4 separate regions of the Mus musculus genome follow, and all the other regions are linked to region 4. Evidence: chromatin contacts called from public promoter capture Hi-C data. All regions are on one chromosome and are shown on one strand. The core of a region is the stretch at or near the end of the contact, and the rest is flanking DNA. Distances in the headings are between cores, read along the strand shown.

What was found. Promoter capture Hi-C pulls out the DNA fragments that hold promoters and counts their contacts.
Region 1: a promoter capture Hi-C map of pre-B cells shows a contact between it and region 4, with 5 times the contacts expected there. The contact joins the promoter of Nagpa here to the promoter of Trap1 in region 4. A contact is called at or near these places in 3 of 39 promoter capture datasets (liver and pre-B cells), 2 of 115 datasets of contacts at active chromatin or transcription factors (large pre-B cells and pancreatic cancer cells) and 1 of 9 other capture datasets (liver).
Region 2: a promoter capture Hi-C map of pre-B cells shows a contact between it and region 4, with 6 times the contacts expected there. The contact joins the promoter of Alg1 here to the promoter of Trap1 in region 4. A contact is called at or near these places in 1 of 39 promoter capture datasets (pre-B cells) and 1 of 9 other capture datasets (liver).
Region 3: a promoter capture Hi-C map of pre-B cells shows a contact between it and region 4, with 4 times the contacts expected there. The contact joins the promoter of Eef2kmt here to the promoter of Trap1 in region 4. A contact is called at or near these places in 2 of 39 promoter capture datasets (liver and pre-B cells) and 1 of 115 datasets of contacts at active chromatin or transcription factors (pancreatic cancer cells).

The regions. Positions count from the first base shown.
Region 1 is chr16:5,202,469-5,205,991 of GRCm38.p6, reverse strand. Nagpa (N-acetylglucosamine-1-phosphodiester alpha-N-acetylglucosaminidase) reads left to right here and starts at 1,980. Exons shown (of 10, transcript NM_013796.3): 1 at 1,980-2,095; 2 at 2,193-2,651. The coding sequence starts at 2,010.
Region 2 is chr16:5,232,059-5,235,621 of GRCm38.p6, reverse strand. It overlaps Alg1 (asparagine-linked glycosylation 1 (beta-1,4-mannosyltransferase)), which reads right to left and starts at 2,001. Exons shown (of 13, transcript NM_145362.2): 1 at 1,765-2,001; 2 at 579-656; 3 at 356-459. The coding sequence starts at 1,972.
Region 3 is chr16:5,254,283-5,257,514 of GRCm38.p6, reverse strand. It overlaps Eef2kmt (eukaryotic elongation factor 2 lysine methyltransferase), which reads left to right and starts at 1,559. Exons shown (of 8, transcript NM_027446.2): 1 at 1,559-1,674. The coding sequence starts at 1,579. It overlaps Gm15983 (a long non-coding RNA gene), which reads right to left and starts at 1,552. Exons shown (of 3, transcript XR_003951974.1): 1 at 1,504-1,552.
Region 4 is chr16:4,076,074-4,079,558 of GRCm38.p6, reverse strand. It overlaps Trap1 (TNF receptor-associated protein 1), which reads left to right and starts at 1,749. Exons shown (of 18, transcript NM_026508.2): 1 at 1,749-1,866. The coding sequence starts at 1,779.

The DNA of each region.
Region 1 (3,523 bases), core at 731-3,230, 1.1 Mb before region 4:
CAGTACTTGCCTTATCAGTAGCCTGCTCCTGACAGCCAGAGAACTTCTGGAGTCAGGGAGGATGCTGGCAGGCCTGGCTTGCTGGCTGCCCGCCTTTAGCAAAGAACAGAGACATGGCCCTGCCGCATCGACACAGTGGTATCAAAGCAGATCAGCTGACACCACAGCCCCCAGAAGCAGCCTCTGAACAGCATTCACAGGAGTGAGCTATGCTTACTTCAGACCTCAGAGTCATTTGTGAAGAGCTGTTTGCTGGCTCTTAGCTGTGTGAGCTTCTAAGAACTAGCACGCCAGCCATGCAGGCTCTCTGGAGATCTCAGAAGAATCTGGGCTCAGTCTGCTGCCTGCCTCTGAGTGGCGGTGGCTGTTGGACATCTTAGACATCACTTGGCTTGTGGCTGCCCCTCTCCAGTGGCTGCAATGCCTCCATGTGGCCCTGCCTCCCCTGTGTGTATCTGCCTCTTCTCAGTACAGCAGTCAGACTAGGTTTGCAATCCCCTGAGTTCTAGGATGACCTCATCTAAACAAATTGTGCCTAAGAAACCCAGACATACAAAGAAACCCATTCTGAGGCCTTGCAAAGACCATGAGTTTTGGGAAGGACAAGGCTCAGTACAGATGGCTGAGCCTGATCACACACAGACCCCAAGAAGCATGGCTCTGGTTTCAAGCACACACACTGCTCACTGTAGACAGAAAGGGGCTTAAACCTATTCAAATCCCTGGCACCTACTAGATTGACAATGCCCCTGAGGAGGTCAGGAACTGGACTTTGCGTTGGGCTCTGCCTTTGGGTAAGCCCTAAGAAGAGCAGCCTCTGACAGGCAGCACTGAAGCACAAGCCGTGCTTCAAGGGGACACTCGCCAGGAGGATCCCAGGCTCGGGACTTACTATAACACAGGACACTTGTCACCTGAAAGCTTGAGTCAGTCAGTTATTATGGTCTGTGTGTGAGATACAAGTGGGTGCATAGGCAGTGGTGCACACATGTAGATCAGACTTTCTACAGCCAATTCTCTTCTTCCTCCTCTCCATGGGTTCAGGGTCTTCATCTCAGGTTGCACAGCGAGTTCATTTATGTGCTGTGCCATCTCGCCAGTCGTTCCTATATCCTAGAGGAAAACTAGTTTCTTCTGGTCAAGAGGAGGAAAGAGTGGAGACCTGTCATTCTAAGATACCCAAAACAGGGCCAGGTTGGGGACCTGTGCCTTTAATCCCATCACTTGGGGATTAGGTAGAAGCAAGAGGCTCTAGACCAGTCTACACACTGAATTTCAAGCCAGCCTACCTATAAATCAGAGACCCTGCTTCAAAAATAAAATTAAACAAAAACGAAGATAAACCAAGCTACCCAAAACACAAGAGTTAATCCAGTCAGACAGGTCTAGCAAATGCTAGGATGAAAGGTGTGCACCACCACGAGTGGGCTGCAAGCCTCTCTCTCTCTCTCTCTCTCTCTCTCTCTCTCGTTTGTTTTGTTTTTCGAGACAAGGTTTCTCTGTGTAGCCCTGGCTGTCCTGGAACTCACTCTGTAGACCAGGCTGGCCTCGAGCTTCACTCTTAAAAGTTCCTCTTCCTCCTCCTCCATCTTTTCCTCCTCTTACCCCCTAGGCTCCTTTTCCTCTTCTTGTCTTTCAGATAAAGTCTCAAGTAGTCCAGACTGGTCTCAAACTAACTAACTAGCCAAGAATAGCCAACCTCTTAACTTCCGATTCTCCTGCCTCTGCTGAATGCTGGGGTTGTGGCGTGGGCCACCACTTCTGGTTTGTGCAACACAGAAGGAACTAGGGCTTTAAGCACGAGAAGCAAGTTCTGTACAGACTTACACAGGCCCAGCATCTGTTCTTGCAATTTTCTGTAAGTTTGACATAATATGAGAATAAAAAGCTATCTATCTCCCTTCCAGCCTTACCCTCTCTGATGGAATTCGAATGCGTAATCAAAGCACCCAACAGCCTGGCCTGGAATCACGTGGGGCGAGCCCACGTGACCGGAGCACCAATCCAATATGGCGGCGCCCAGGGGGCCCGGGCTGTTCCTCATACCCGCGCTGCTCGGCTTACTCGGGGTGGCGTGGTGCAGCCTAAGCTTCGGGTGAGTGCAGCCGCCGGGGCCAGCCTGGCTGGGGTCCACCTTTCCTGAGCGCTCTCAGGCACAGCCCTCCGACCTCACGATCGCCCCGTCCCTGCAGGGTTTCCCGCGACGATGACCTGCTGCTGCCTTACCCACTAGCGCGCAGACGTCCCTCGCGAGACTGCGCCCGGGTGCGCTCAGGTAGCCCAGAGCAGGAGAGCTGGCCTCCGCCACCCACGAACCCCGGCGCCAGCCACCACGCGGCCGTGCGCACCTTCGTGTCGCACTTCGAGGGGCGCGCGGTGGCCGGCCACCTGACGCGGGTCGCCGATCCCCTACGCACTTTCTCGGTGCTGGAGCCCGGAGGAGCCGGGGGCTGCGCGCAGAAGCGCCGCGCTACTGTGGAGGACACAGCCGTCCCGGCCGGTTGCCGCATCGCTCAGAACGGTGGCTTCTTCCGCATGAGCACTGGCGAGTGCTTGGGGAACGTGGTGAGCGACGGGCGGCTGGTGAGCAGCTCAGGGGGACTGCAGAACGCGCAGTTCGGTATCCGACGCGATGGAACCATAGTCACCGGGTGAGGAGGCAGGGAGCCCCGGGGCTGTAGAGGGCAAAGGGTCTCTGATGTTCTTTCAGAGCCATGCCTCCGAGTCCAGGTCCCTAACCAAACTTCCTGTCTTTCTTCTTCCGAGTAATGACGCTGACACCTTCCTTCCTTTAAGTTTATTCATGTGCCACTGAATAATCTGTGATCAGGCCGTGTGTGGGGACTTGGGGAGGCGACCGTGAGCCTGAACACAGTTTGTGCCCTAGTGAACTTTGTGTAGTATTAGAGAAACATTTCGTGTTCAACGAAGCCATGGAACCAATTGGAAATAGTGTAGAGTTTATGGAGCAGTCCCAGACAGCTAGCTGGAGGCCTTTTGCTGTCCTGATAAAAATCCAGGTTAGACAAGGAGCTTGTTGAGGGCAGCCTTTGGAAGTTTCTGTGTTTCTTGAAATTTGACAGCAGCCAGAGTTGACAGCAGGCAGGCAGGAGTAGAAGGTAGCGCCATCTGGTGTTCCAGTTCTCTTCCAAGGTTCCGTTTTTTGCCAAGGCTGGGAAGTGGGCTTTCCCCAACTCTTCTCAGCCCTTGGTTGCAATTTCTGGGCCTGCCCATGTATCTGGTTCTTCATCCTTCAACATCAGCCAGTGTCACCACTGTTGATCTTAGGTTTTCACAGATCCTAAAACTTCTGCCAGTGACCAGCGCCTGCAGTTTCTCTTCCCTGGCTCTGTCCTTCAACCTCTCTACATTCCAGCCATCTCCCTTGCTCCTCTCTTGGACTCCCTTCCAGACTTGTTGTCATGATCACTGTCTCAGTACCCCTATTGCTCCTTTACAATGGTCCACTGACCTGCTCACCTCCTACTTTTTTTTTTTAAATGTGTGTGCATCTGTGTGTGCC
Region 2 (3,563 bases), core at 752-3,251, 1.2 Mb before region 4:
AATAACCTCCACCCCCAACAACCATTAACTGCCAACAGCTCCTTAGCTAGGGACGGCTCCCCTGTGAATCCACCCCCCTCCCCCCGCCCATGCTACAGTGTTGGCAGCCTTGCCCCGGTCTTGTATAGCTGCAAGTTCACGAGTGCAGCAGCCCTCCCCATGTTTTTATAGGCTATGCACACAGAAGTATTAAATACATTTAATAATTTGTTCATTTTGTATGTGGGCTGGAAATCAAATCCAAGACCTCACTGAGCCACACCCACAACCCGATGTGTGCATGTTTAAAAGACCAGCAAGAGACCTGCTATGATAATGGTGATTCTCACAGAAGGAAAGAGCAGCTGGCACATACCTGGAGGAAGATGTAGGCTGCAGGGTCCATGCGCATCATCTTCCACAGCAAGTACACTGCCTGAAATACAACCTTGACTCCATACTGGAGAATTCGGGGCCCAGCTGCAAGTCAGAAAACATCTGTCTCTACAAAAGAGCTCTTGGCACTGAGAGTCCCTTCATCTTCCCAATACGCAACCATCCCTACCCCTAGTCAAGAACCTGGAGTTGACTGGTCCTACCTCCCAGGCCCCGCAGATCTGTCAACTTCACAATCCGAATCCTATCATTCTGCAAGAGTTCATCTCGAGGTTTGGAGTCTGCAAATGCAAATGAGCCCTTTCAGGTATCAGAAATAGCCAGTTACAGTCAGCTGGGTGTGTTCCTTCACATCTGTAATTCCAGTACTTGGAAGGATAAGGCAGGATAAAGTGTTCAAAGCCAGCATGTGCTACAAAGCATGCCCATCTCAAGTAAACAAGGTGGAAGGAAAATAACACCTATCAAAACCTCACAGGTCCCCAGTACCCAGAATAGAAAATGAGGTCACTTTGTGTTCTTCTATAGAATACCCTCGAAGGGCATTCATCATACCTACTTAATTTAACCTGATGACTGGCATGCAATAGGGACCCAATTTAACTGATAAAGAGTAGAACTCCTGGATGGCAGTCTGCCCTAGGATAGCACTCCACACGGGGACCAATAAGGGCTATTTCCACTTTCCCTTAGATAGAGCTGGGCCACCCCCAAGTTCGCAGATCCAATTTGAGGTGCCCAGCACGTGTTCGAGGATAGTTATGAATGTCCCCAACATGCTAGCAGATTTCATATGACTGTGTCAAAAGGTTGGATACCTGAGGGGCTACTAAAGTGCATGCCTTTAATCCCAACACTCTAAAGGCAGTAGCAAGTGGATCTCTGTGAGTTCAAGGACACTCTGGCCTACATAGTGAGATCCAAACCAGCTAGAGGCTGCATAGTAAGAGTGAACCCCTGAAAAATCATCCACGTGGACATGATGAGGGAGTGGACACCTCTGCCTACACCTTAGGGGACAAGAGAACCATCCACAGCAAGAAAAGCTCTGCGGCTGGACAAGGGATGTGAAGAAACATTCAGCCTGCCAACTCAGTGACAAAGGCAGCATGAGGAAGTGGTGACCAGCACTAAGGTCTCACACACCAGGGTTGCAGCCTGTCTGTGCACTACCTAAACAAAGCAAGTGACAGACACTTTTGCAACCGATCTATTTGTAGTCCTCACGTATGGTAAACGGCGACTGACGCCCGCTGCTCCCAGACACCAGAAAACAGCGGTCCAGACCAGAACAGGCAGGAGAGGAGCACAGCTGCTCCCGCCTCTGTCCCAAAACAGGGAGAGTCAAGGCTCCTGATTGAGCCTCCCTCTCAGGTCCCCGCCACTCACTGTAGAACCCCAGCAGCGTCACCGAAAAGCCGCTCTGGGCCAATGACAGCGCGTGGTACTGCATGCGGGGGCTGCGGCCCACGTCGCCCAGCACCACGACGACCATGTGCCGGGCCCTGCCCGTTTGCCGCCCACGCTTCCACAAGCCCAGCAGCAGCACCAGCAACAGCAGCGCCAGAACCAGCAGCGCCACGCAGGACGCTGCCATCTTGGCCGGCCGGCGCCGAGCACGTGACCGGGCCCGGAAGCCTCGCTATGCGCAAGCGCACACCCCAGACCCTGCCCAGGGGGAGGTGATTATGAAATCGCCTCTTTACGAAGGAGGAGGCGGAGCCTTGGATAAGGCGAGGTCTGGGAGAAAAGGAAAGAGAATTTGGAAGATGGGGGCGGGCTCTGAACGGGGGGGCGGGGCCTGGAAAGGGTAGGAGGCCTTTGAAGAGTTACTTAAGGAGCCCAAGAATGGACTTAGCCATGCCAAGTTCTCTGAAGTGTGTTTTCCCCTGTGAAAGTAAAGCTGTACCTTTATTGGAGTCTAAGAACTTCTTTTAAAGACCGCTAAGATAAATTTCAAACTATAATAATGATGATAATGATTACCTGCTGCTAGAGTACACTTCTCAGCTTCCCTTACGGACTGTGAAGTCATTTCTACCCCTATAGGAGGCCATATCTCATCTTCTGTGAGTATCTTAGCCATCTACACAAAAATGTACCCTCACCGTACATGAACTTGTCTCGGCTATGATCAGACCCAGCCTCTTTTATCTACTCTCTCAGTAGCTGCCTTTAATAATCTAACAAGAGAGATTAAATTTTAGATGAGAGGCTGATGAGTTTTCTTCAGGTAAAGGTGTTTGATGCTAAAGTAGGGTACCATCTCAGGAAGGAGAGAATCAACTCTCTACATCCTCTGACTTCCACGCTCCTGCTGTGACACACACAGCACCTCCCTTGTACACTAAATAAATAAAAACAATTTGGATGAATTTCCTAGTTTTGTTGAGGAAAGAGGCCATTCCCTGAGAAGTGAATGTATAAACAAGATCATGGCTACACATGGAAACCGATCTTTGTTGGTAGAAGGCAAGAGACCATAGGGCCTCTGGCTCTTTAGCAGAGGTGCCTTCCAGTGAGAAAATTTATTAAGCAAAATGTTTATCTCTTCATTTGTTAAGATGCATGCACATTGAATACAACAATTCAAATACAAAAGAGAGGAAGCAGGCATAGTATAGCCTGTAATTCTGGCACTGTGGAGGAGAAGCCAAGGTCATCCTCGACTCCATAGAGAGTTCAAGACCTGCCTGGGCAGCTTATGACAAGAACTCAAAAAAATAAGGGGCTGGATAAATGACTCAGCAGTTAAGAGCTCTTACTTGCAATCATGACAGGAGTTCAAATCCTGACACCCATGTAACAAGCTGGATGTCACCACAAAACCTATAATCTCAGCTGTGAGGGGCAGAAACAGAAAGCTCACTAAAGCTTGTTGGCTTTCAGCTTATAAGGAGAAAAAGGAGACTCAAGTTTAGGGAGAGACGAATAGACAATGGGTTATAGAGAAAGAAAGGAAGGGAAAGAAGGAAGGGAGGGAGGAAGGGAGGGAGGGAGGGAAGAAGGAAGGAAGGAAGGAAGGAAGGAAGGAAGGAAGGAAGGAAGGAAGGAAGGGAGAACTTTTTAAGTATGGGCAATAAAGGGAGAAAGAAAGAGATGCATAAGATAATGATAGTGGCATGAACTCTAGAGTTCCTGACTTTGCCAGCTAGAAAAGTACTGCTGTGTGGGGAGCTTTGGGGGCT
Region 3 (3,232 bases), core at 310-2,809, 1.2 Mb before region 4:
GAATATGCAATGTGAGTCACAGTAATAGTCCAGCATGGCGGCACACACCGAGAAGCCTGGGTGCTTTGGAGGCTGAGGCAGGAGCATCACTGCAAGGTTCGGGCCAAGACGGGCTACAAAGAGAATACCAACCTAGCCAGGTCTGCATAGCAAGACACTGTAAAACAAACCAATAATGCTACTTCAATAACTCAGTGGGTATAGGCACTTGCCAAATGGCTTGAGTTCAACCCACATGGTAGAAGGAAAGAACCAACTTCTTCAAGCCATCCTCTGACTTCTATTTATGTGTGGTGGATCACAAACACACACATACACAAATAATCAATGTAAAGAAATTAAAAGGCAAAATCCCACAGAAACAATCATAGTTCATTTTATTTAAATCAAGTCAGCTCAGGGAATAAAAGACCAATCCCATCTTGGTCCCCTATGCTGGCCTGGATTTTTGGAGGGTCACAGACCTGACTGTAATTAATTCCCTTCTGTTGTTCTCCAAAACAAACCTCAGGATTTCTTGTCTAAAGGAGGTAATGGGATACAATCTGTCCCCTTCATCAACATTCTGCAAGTATATTTAACAAGCTAGCTCTAGAAGCTTCCAAATGGAGATTTTGAGACATTTGCTAAACTGAACTGTTACACCTTGAATGACAGTGCACACTTGGAGGACAACAGGGGTGGCTTGCCAGTGTCCTGCCTTTCAACTCTAGGGACTTTGAACAGAATACTCTGCCACCCACTGCAGCTAACTCCCACTCTTAGTTCAGATTCTATTCCTTGCAAGATGAAACAAAACTCCTGCTGGAAGCCTCTGCAATTCTGTGCACTAATTTTCAGAGCAGATACTGTTACTGTTATATGTGTGTGTGTGTGTGAACACATATACACAAATAACGTAAAGAAATTAAAAGATGAAACCCCACAGAAACAATCTCAGTTCATTTTATTTAAATGAACCCAGTTCAGGGAATAAAGACCAACTCCTTGGTCCCCTATGCTGACCTGGCTTCGTGGATGTGTGTGTGTACACGCGCGCACTCGCGCGTGTGCGTGCGCAGGTAGGCTGAAGGATCCCAGGTATCACTTCCTAACACCCAGGTGGGGTTAGACCCCTCCAAAAATCTTCCTCGGCTACTTCGAGGGCAGACCCACCCTAGCCTCGCCCCCGGCTGATCTGAGCTCGCCCCAGACCACCCAAAGACAACCGGCTAAGAGTTGCTCAACCTCAATCTCAGCCCCACCCCCATTCCCGCTCGGGCCCACCTTCCAACCCCCAGTTCCTGCCAAGGACCGCCCTCTGAGCCCCGCCCCCAAGCCAGTCTAGGCTTCGCCTCCAAGTTGCCAGCTCCAGCTCCAGGAACTGTTTAAAACGCTCCCCAGTCAGGCCCAACCCGGCCCGGTCCGCCTCTAACCCTGCCCCACCGTACTCCCCGCCCCGCGGGCACCATCTTGCCCCGCCTCCTGGGCCGGAACATAGACTAGCCCCCGCCCACATCTTACCTCCTAGTTGCCACGCCTCCTCCGTCTCAGGCCTCGCTTCCGCCCGTTTCCAGGCAACCCTGGCCCTGCCCCGCGATGGCGCCTGAGGACCACGAGGGGGCCACGTCTCTGCTGCAGAGTTTCGAGCGCCGCTTCCTGGCGGCTCGCGCGCTGCCCTCCTTTCCCTGGCAGGTGGGCGGCGGGCGTGCGGCGGGTATCAGGGTCGAGCACCACGGGCGGCGGGGCCGGGAGTCTCGGGCCGCCTTTGCTCACCGCTGGACTGGGGGAGGCAGGCGGGCCCTTCCCCGGCAGGGTTTACAGGGTCACGAACCGGGCTGGATTATTTTAGCAACTTTTAAGCCAGTAATCGGTCATCTTGGCGACTGCAAAACAACTTTGAAAAACTAAACGTCTTCAAATGGCAAGAGCCGCGCTCTCCTGAAAAGGAGGCCAGGTCCCCATCCGAAGGGCAGGCTTCAGGCAGAACCGTCTCAGAGGGAGTTCGGACTGAAAATGGTGCTTCCCTGTGGCCTGGGGACCTGCAGCTCGGACGCGAGGATCCTTTAGAGCGTGCCTCGCTGTTAACTCTTGTGCGGTGAGCTCACCGGCATGAGTTACTATAGATTTGTATTCCTCCAGAGTCTACCCGGTTTCGTTGGGTGGTTTGGGTAGTTGTATTATTTCATCGACATAAAATATCTCTGGTCTTAACGCAAAACGAAACCCGAATAACATATAAGTCCTTATTCAATGTCAACTGTAATAATAGTTCATGTGCTGTGCTAAGTACTTGCTCAGGGTCACCCACAGTGCACAGCACTGGCGTCTGTGGTCACTCCATTTGACCAGGAGTTTAAGAAGGAAAGAATCAGAGCTCTGGCCGGGGAGGCCAGCTTCCTGCTTATAGTTCTAATTCAACCCCCTGTGTGCTGTGGGACTTTACAAGAGGCTACATCTCTGTGCCATCATTTCTAATTAATACAGTAAAGGATACAATGATAGCAGCCTCTTGCTACTAAACAGCTGGACTTCTTTTCCTTTGCCCAGCTAGAAATCATAGATAGACAAAAAGTTCTGGGAGTGCTGATCTCTGCTGACTGTGTTTTTCTGTGCCGGCTGTAGGCAGACAAGACCAGTAATTGCAGGTTTCTTGAGTGTAGGGCCCTTGGCCCTCCGGGAGTTCTTAGGACATTTTTGGCTGCGAGCTTCCCAGCAGGCCAAGGTATTGGATTTCTTCAGCCCTTGGCAGCAGCCCTTAGAAACATACAGCTCTTGTGCAGGTCTTGGAAGTGCGGATTCATTAGCTCTTGACCATGGCCAGCCTGTCTGCTTTTACAATTCTGCCGTCCACTGTTGAGCCTTGACTGGGTCTGCTTTCTCCTTGTTACCCCCGCAGCCCGCACTACTAAAGTAGGCAAGAGACTCTTCCCAGGAGGTAGCGCGGGAGGGTTCCTTACAGTCTACTCCCTCTTTGACCACAGCAGCAGGCTGTGTAGGTGTCTGAACCAATCACGGCTTTGCCTCTTGTTCCATCCCAGCCATCCTTCCGCTACGCCACTAGGGGGCGTGCTCCCCTCTGTCCCACAGGAAATGAGTGCAGAGCAATACACTGTACACCCAGGTTTGTAACAGCAAAAAGTTTCAAACAGCCCCGGCTGAGCCCGCAGCTTCAGCAGTCATGACAATCAGGTCTGGTTGTCTAAGGGTGTTTATGGAGTGTTCAGGCAGCCAAGGCTGGTATAAGCTGTCA
Region 4 (3,485 bases), core at 500-2,999:
TCTTAACTAAAGCCCAGATTCCCCTTCCTTTACTAAATGTCACTTCTCCTTTCTTAATATTCTCAAGCCATATCTACAGAAGAGTTCTACAGATGAGTATGTCATTTCTGGTTTGTTTGTTTGTTTGTTTGTTTGTTTGTTTTTTCCGAGACAGGGTTTCTCTGTATAGCCTTGGCTGTCCTGGAACTCACTTTGTAGACCAGGCTGGCCTCGAACTCAGAAATCTGCCTGCCTCTGCCTCCCGAGTGCTGGGATTAAAGGTGTTGCACCACCACGCCCGGCTGAGTATGTCATTTCTGACTGAAGAGATGATTCCAGAATGGAGAATTAAAAGAATGAAACCTCGAGGATTAGTATCAAGAGAAGCTATTCTGTGTGATGACTGGGACTCAGGCAGATTAGAGGAGGTAATACAGAACCTGGGGGCAGAAGCTAGAACTGTGAGGATCTAAGGGTGACCATGGAAAAAGACACTAGGGAGCAGGGGTGGGGCTGGTTGTGGAGGATGTGGGCCCAGCAGGAGCAGAACTGGCTGGGGGTTAGGGGTAGGAATTGTGAGGTGTTCAGGTGCTCTCTCCACCTTATATTGAAACATGGCCTTTTACTGAACATGGGACATCAGAATCAGATTGGTTGGCTAGCAAAACCCAAGGATTCTCTTGTTTCTGTCTCCCCAGCACTGAGATCACAGGCACACAGTGCTCTGTCAATTTCTTGGGGTTATCAGGGCAACAGGCACTTTAAATACAGAGCCTGTATTAAAGTTTGGCCTCATATCTGCCCATTCTTATCTATTTTCCATCTATAAAGTCAATGTGGGAGCAATCCTTGTCAACCTAGAACAGTAACTAAACATTCCCTATACCAAAACTTCAAGTCTATTCTGGATCCAGGAATTAACTGCTCTTGCTACTAGTGTCTGCTAACAAGCTAGATAATCGCTCTAATGTTTTAGTAAAATCTGATCATAGGAAAATGTATCTGGTGTGTGTCAGAATCAAGCGAGAACCTGTCAGAAAGGTCCTCGCTGGGCCTTACTCTGAGGTTAGGACCGGGACAAGCGACCTGCTCTGGAGGCGGCTGGAGTTTGGATTAAACTTTAGAGGGCCGGGCGTGGTGGTGCAAGCCTTTAATCCCAGCACTTGGGAGGCAGAGGCAGGTGGATTTCTGAGTTCGAGGCCAGCCTGGTCTACAAAGTGAGTTCCAGGACAGCCAGGGCTATACAGAGAAACCCTGTCTCGAAAAACAAAAACAAAAAAACAAAAAAACAAAAAAAAAAAAAAAAAAAAAAACTTTAGAGACAAGGTTTGTGGCCTGGATCCCCAAACAAGCTTCCAGTAGGGAGAAAGTCACAATAAACGGGTAAGTCCAAAGGTGTTGGTTACTGAGCTCACGTTTTGGCGAATAACAGTCAAACCTAAAATTTGTCAAAGTGTAGGTTTTGGCATTGCTGTAAGAGTTTTTCAGTGGATCCACACTCCAGCTGGGTAGTGCCATCTCGAGAATGGGATGCTCCCGCCTAGGGACCGCCAGCACCGCGGGCCGGGGACACTATAACCCTCACACGCACAATGCAAGGGATCAGCGACCTTGTCACTGAGATCCAAGGTCAAAAAGTACAGTCTTCAGGGCCCCCGCGCTGCGGTTTGCTGCGTTCCCGTTCTCGCACAGGCAACGCCTTGGACAGCCCGTCGCGCGCCATGACGTCACTGAGCCGCCCCCGCGGAAGGCCCCCTCATCACTCTGTTAGGCTGTTAGCCACACTTGGGAAAGGAAGCATGGCGTGCGAGCTGCGAGCTGTGTTGCTGTGGGGCCGCGGGCTGCAGACTGTACTGCGGGCCCCCGCGCTGGCTGGAGTTCGGCGAGGTGAGCGCGGCACGAGAGCGCAGAGGCGGCGTCTGAGGCTGTGTGCACACTCTTAGACCGGCGGGAGGCCGCACTGCGCCGGAGCTGCTAAGTGGGGCGGGGAGTAGGACCTTGTGGTCGCTTTTGGGGAGCCGAGTCACGGGCAGCCACAGCCTGCTCTCGTCAGTCCCTGGTAGTCCTGATTGCAGACGCTCCCGCGCTTGGGTTGACAAGTTCGTTGCACGCGGCTGTTCACAAGCTCAGCTCTCGCAGAAGTCAAGCCCTGGGGTAACTACGGTGAGCAAAACCAACGGTTACCCAGGACTTCAGGGAGCCAGTGAACTCCGCGTGTTTGATCCCTGGAATTGAAAGAGAAAGGAAAGGAGAGAGAATAACCTTAATCTATACTTTCCCACCCCGCACTCATGTAACAGTGAAGATGTTAGCGTTACATACACTTAAATTATACGTATTTACAGCTATTTTTACATAAAAGGGCTCAAGTCAAGAATTAACTGCGAAAGAATATTAAAGCTTCTGGCATTCATTACATTTATGTTTCGCATAAACATAGCTTCCCAATGGCTTTCCGAAGTTTTGTCGCTCTCATCCTCCACTAAATGTTCTCTTGGCCACAAATATCGTTACAGTGTTTAACAGATTTGAGTGAGCGATTGCTTAAATCTTTAGGAACATGTTTTCGGTTTCAGAATTTGCCCTTTTATTTCTGTATTAGCTAATCTGCCAAACTTCACCTCAGTTTTTTATTGGGTGTGGGGAGGGTGACAGGGTTTCACCATATATGTTCCGCCTGGCCAGGGTGGTCACAAACTCACAGAGATTCATCTGCCTCTGCTCCCCAGAGTGGTAGGATTAAAGTGTGCCACAGTGCCTGGTGCTCAAAATACTTTTGTCTGTATATGTGTCCTCTAGTAGCAAAACTGATTTACCCATAGTATCTTTTCCAACATTTGAGTATGTCTCAAACCAAAACAACAAAAAAAGAGCCCCCAAAGGCAGTTTGTGCTTGGCTTGCATAGGCCCTGAATTGGTCCCCAGTGCCACGGAGAATACTAAAAAAAAAAAGAGCTCTGTGTAGAAGACATCTCTTGTGATTTCTATCTACAGAGAAGCTGGTTTTACTTAACAGTGGATCCGTATCTTCTCTGATTTCTTGTGTATCTTTGCATCATGTTCTGCAAACACCTTCTCAACCTTGGCTGGTTTGCTCAGTCTGTTCCCAAAGTTGACTCTGGAGTCTAGCTCAAGTTTTTTATTTGCAACATTGGTGCTCCTTTTCACCGACTTTGCCTGCTGCTGTGGTGGCACTAATTCTCCCTGGGTCTTAGGTGGAGAAAATACATACATAGTATCCATTTCCTATTGGAGAGATTGCCACTTCATTAAAGATTTCAGCCTGCTTCCTTGTGTTCCTTCTGGGAAGTATCAGCTATCAAGAACCCCGTGCTGTTGGTTGATTGGTCAATTGGTTGTTTGACTCATTGTTTCTCCAGAGCTTCCCTGATTTCTGTCTTTGCTGATGCTCCTAAGTTCATGCTTGCCATCTATAATAAACTTGTCAAGGTAGGATACAACTAGAAGGCCAGACAGGAAGTGGCACTCCATGTAACTAGCTCTCA